Linked DNA regions of Xenopus laevis: region 2 is linked to region 1. The links are chromatin contacts, called in public Hi-C maps. All regions are on one chromosome and are shown on one strand. Each heading gives the region's core, a stretch centred on a gene start, on an enhancer-like site or on the middle of the called end of the contact. The rest is flanking DNA. Distances are from core to core; before and after follow the strand shown.

Region 1 (2,513 bases), core at 5-2,504:
CTACATTTGCTGGGAAATTTTTGGCTGATGCTTTTGAGCATGTTCATTGTTCCCTTAATTGATCCTCCATGCTTGTTTGAGTTGGATTAGTGAAAAGTATTGACAGAACTGTATGCAGTTTATTATGGGAACAAAATCAATTTTTGCACTGTTAATGGAAGCTAACATCAGTGAAGTTCTGCTCAGTTATGATAATAGGGTCAGTATACGTGGAAATACTTAACAGAATTTAAATAACTCAGGGAAATAGCCGATAATCATGGTTTTCTTTGGAATTTGCCGTCAGGGCATTTTAGACTAAAGGTGGCCATAAACGGGCCGATAAAAGCTGCCGACAGACCGAGTCGCCATTTTATTGGCCCGTGTATGGGGCCCACCGACGGGCTTCCCCGATGGGACTAAAAAAATCCCGTCGGATCGCGGCCGCATCTGTTCGTTGATGCGGTCCCGCGATCTGACCGCCCGTTCCCATTCGTTAGGATCCGATTGTTGGGCCCTAGGGCCCACGATCGGATCAGCCCGATATTGCCCACCTCAAGGTGGGCATATTGGAGAGAGGTCCACTCGTTTGGTGACATCGCCAAACGAGTGGATCTCTCCGTGTATGGCCACCTTTACTTTATAATCCTCTGTTAAAGGTTCTGAGATGCACATTCCACAGTTTATATTGCCTTCTTTGTTTTTTAGGATGGATAAACAATTGGTCGTTGAATAACAAAGGGAACCTTGAATAGTGACTTGAACTAACACTTTAGGGCATTGTTTATTAACCTTGCGGCCCCAAATGTTACTGGGATACAGTTCTCTGCATACATTAACCCACCATTATATGTGGAAGAAAGCTGGATTTTGTAATGCAGTATCATCTGGAAACCCCAGTTTTTGAAACAGAGCTCTAAGGTTTATTTACAAAAGAATGACAAAGGGGTAAAGTTTGCTCCACAGCATGTAAATCCCAAGTCTTGTGGCTACGTCATTATGCATTTGTTACATCCACCATCCCATCCCAGTTTTTGCTTAAAATAACACACGCAGCATTTCCATTTAGCCCTACCCTCGAGCTGTCCACATCAGAAGACAACTATGTTCTATTAACTTACATTTTGCACCTAAAATCTATCCTTTGCTTTTTATTACAAGGATGGCTGTTTCTTGTTGCGTCAGAGTTTTGCACAAAGCAACCTGCAGCCATATACTCTGGCTGTGCTATATAAAGACCACATCTACAACATCCCTGTACGGTTACTGGGCCCCCGTGGATATTGTCTGGGCAAGGAGGGCAAGCGACATGAGGAGGTTAGTGACTAGCTATATATTACCGTAAACACATTATTTACAATAAGTACTGCATGGATACCCACCTCTTTTTAACAGTGCTTTTGCATTCTTGGAAAATGCTCAGTCACCAAAGCAGTTATCAACTTAAATATCAGATGTAAAATAGGTCTACTTGGGACTTTAATCCTTGGGACTTTTTTACTGAAGCCTTTATTAGCAGCATATTTTGGATAACTATCATGGAAATTATATGTTAATATAAGCTTCATCATACTGAAATAAGAAACTTTCTAAATACAAGCAATTAAACATTCTGTACCGTTTCTGAAATAATCAAGTTGGTCTTAATTCTACTTATTTTAGCATTTGTCCTTCTTCATTCTGTTTCCTGGAGCAAATTTTGATTGACTGATCTTATACATCTTTTGGGAGGGCTCCCATTTCTAGCAGATGTATTAAAGCTCACTGAAATAACTGATTCCAGCACAAATACAAAAACTGATTTTGGCACAAATTATGCTTGCAGAGAGACAAAGTTTTTAATGATTTTAAAAGAGTGAGCTTGAATACTTAAAAGAAAAAAAAGAGTACCCTCTCAAAGACTATATTAGACTTACCTGTCATTTTAAAATCTGACTCCTGACGCCTGCCTGAAGAGGGAATAAGGAGAGACAGACGCTGTGAGGGGTAGAGTAAGAGTAACTAGGTTTCAGAAACAGGTCAGAATTTTTAATTGATTATGTTTAAAAGTTTTTTTTTCAGTTTGATGAAGCTGATATTAAATTTTCATTTTTGTGATAGCTCTATATCAGACTAATACATACTAATTCCAACTATGCCATTTTTCTATTAGTCACATTCACAGTAGTACTCAAAGACAAAAAGTGAACAGCCTTAAAGAGTGCAGTGAAGGCAGTAGCGTTCCTAGAGGGGGCGGGCCCTGGTGCATGACGCGCAGCCGGGCCCCGCCCCCCTCCGTACGGCCGAATTTTAGCGGCGTGCAGTGCTGCCGGGGGCCCTGAGGGGGTGCGTGCCCTTGCCCGCTCGCACCCCCTGCTCCCCCGGTAGTTCCGCCACTGAGTGAAGGCCAAATGGAATGTTGTCTGCAGATCAAACCAAACTAAACAATTGGGTCAGGCTAGCCCACTATCCAATAACCTGACGTGTGTGTGTTTTTGGGAACAGGACAAGGGTCTCTAGGGAGGTGGTGGCATGCTAAAGCCAGCTGAGCATTC
Region 2 (2,513 bases), core at 6-2,505, 54 kb after region 1:
CAGTTTGTTCTTTGCTGTCTGGATTTTACAACACGTCCCTGTAACAGAGAGACTACCAGTCTTAAAATAATGCAAAATTGCACACTTATACATATTAGTAACATGCAAAAGCAATAGGTCAATATACTCCACTCATGTTTAGTATGTCATTTTGCAATCTTTCTCTTTGTAAAAGGCAACATATAAAGATGTTTGGGGATTCTTTTCAAGCAAGGGAGACTTAAAGCGGTGGTTCACCTTTAAGGTAACTTTTAGTATGTTATAGAATGGCCAGTTCTAAGCAACTTTTTTATTGCTTTACAGTTATTTGTTTTTTTTCTTCTGACTCTCTGCAGCTTTCAAATGGGGTTCACTGACCCCTTCCAAAAAAGCAAATGGTTTGTAAGGCTACAAATGTACTGTTATTGCTACTTTTTATTACTGATCCTTCTATGCAGGCATTTCCTATTCATATTCCAGTCTCTTGTTGAAATCAATGCATGGTTACTAGGGTAATTTGGACCCTAGCAACCAGATTGCTGAAACTGCAAACAGGAGAGCTGCTGAATAAAAAGCTAAATATCTCAAAATCCACAAATATTAAAAAATGAAAACCAATTGCAAATTGTCTCAGATTATCACTCTCTACGTCATACTAAAATTTATCTCAAAGGTGAACAACCCCTTTAATAGTTAAGTGCACAGAAAGCCCTGCAAAGACTTCAAGAACTTTGCAGCCGAGATAGTTTCACTTCAACCCCAAAGAGAGACTGACATGGCACCGCCCACTTTCTTTCACTACACTGTTTAACTAGGACCGTACCAAAGCATACATTGAGAGAGGGTATGTAATAACCCGAAACATGTCGTGTAGTAGCCTTTAAATAAATACAACCACAGCGATTTTGCTATTGAGAAGTGCTCTCCTCATTTTTGAAAATTTGCCAAAGCATACATTACTTAGGGTTTGTGAAATTTAATTCTGAATCTGTAATGTTCAGTATGTGCCGGGGTTGAGAAAATAAACTTTTTTTTCCCCCAGCAATCGAGCTTGATTATAATTCCCCTTTCTCTTAATCCGCCCTGCTGCCGCCCGCGGAATGGTACGGTCCATCAAACCCTGCCCACTCTCCTCAGGGCTGACGTCAGGGGTGGTGGGATAGGAGGAGGCAGGGGAATGGCGGGACGGTGTCGCGCGGGGAGAGTGACGTCAGCGAGTGTATAAATCAAGAGCAGCCAGCGCCATTGCCTCATTCCAGCTAACGAGGACCAAGAAGTGTGGAAGTGTTCTAGAGCTGCTTTACCTACCCAATCAGAATGAACGGCCAGATGCTGAATGGTTTCCACGATGAGCTCATCGACGAAGGCAGCTTTCTCTTTACCTCAGAGTCAGTCGGGGAGGGGCACCCTGGTAAGTTAATATTAGGCGTATTTGGTATGTTTAGAAGTGTCTAGGGAAACTGCCATACTATAAAGCCTTCTAGTTTCCTGGCCTCAAAATGAGAGACATGGGAAGTGGGTGAGAATAACGCCACCTTCCGTACGACTCTTCCCAGCGTGAGTCTCCGCATTGCAGCCATGAACACGTGGTGCGGTGTCGGCCTCGCTCCTGCAGGTCAGACAAACTATAAGGATATACAAAGCTTCTGAGCACTTCATGGCCATATACGTCACTGATTTCTGAGGCGACTTATGTCCTTCAGTAATCTGTCACGTGACCCAACTTCCCACTACAAAACTATAGTAGATAATGTCTGTTTTATAGGCTTTCCCTGACCCTTGTGTACTTATGTCCAGAAACTATAAAGGTGGGGGAAGGGCAAACTTTTAGAGGGGTTTAATTGAAGGAAAACGGAGATGTTGCCCAGTCTCTGGAGCCTCAATGCTCTGGTGTGGAGATTAAATACACTTAAACAATTACACCTTCAAAACTGAGCTGCAGAATGCTCAATCCTAAAACTTTTCAATTAGTCTTCATTATTTATTTGTTATAGTTTTTGTGTTTGTCTTCTGACTCTCCAGCTTTCAAATGGGGGGGGGGTCGCTGACTCCTAAAAACAAGTGCTCTGTATGGCTACATATGTGTTACTTTTTATTGCTCATCTTTCTATTCAGACCCTCTCCTATTCATATTCCGGTCTCTTATTAAAATGAATGCATGGTTGCTAGGGTAAGTTGGATCCTAGCAACCAGATTGCTGAAATGACAAATAATAAAAATTAAAAGCAGATTGTCTGAGAATATCACTCTCTACATCATACTATCTCAAACGTGAACTATCCCTTTTAAAAACACACTTGAAACTTGGTGTGAAATGTGCCCATACAGCATCAGCCATTACAGGAGGTATATATCGTACAGTATGTGGCTGACATCCTGAACTACAGTCTCTTCCTATTGTGGGAACGGCCATTTTAGGCCTGGAACCGCACTTTGCGTCTACAAATCCCTCCGCTGCGCCCGTTGGAGAAATCCTTAGACAAGGCTTTGTAGCCGCGCTTTAAACTAGACACGCCTCTTCATTTGAGGGTGTG

What was found. A called contact is a pair of places that touch in the nucleus more often than the background predicts.
Region 2: a contact with region 1 is called in a Hi-C map of the XTC cell line, with 2.5 times the contacts expected there. The contact joins the promoter of mat2a.L here to the enhancer-like site in region 1. A contact is called at or near these places in 2 of 4 Hi-C or Micro-C datasets (the XL177 cell line and the XTC cell line).

What each region holds. Positions count from the first base shown.
Region 1 is chr3L:133,315,062-133,317,574 of Xenopus_laevis_v10.1, forward strand. sh2d6.L (B-cell linker protein) reads left to right here. Exons shown (of 14, transcript XM_018253443.2): 13 at 1,141-1,296. Among protein-coding and RNA genes, the nearest start is that of sh2d6.L, 25 kb to the left of the region's middle. Within about 2 kb of position 1,255, at least 2 of the 7 cell types and tissues checked have an H3K27ac peak or open chromatin away from gene starts, as enhancers often do.
Region 2 is chr3L:133,368,925-133,371,437 of Xenopus_laevis_v10.1, forward strand. It overlaps mat2a.L (methionine adenosyltransferase II, alpha L homeolog), which reads left to right and starts at 1,256. Exons shown (of 9, transcript NM_001086706.1): 1 at 1,256-1,390. The coding sequence starts at 1,297.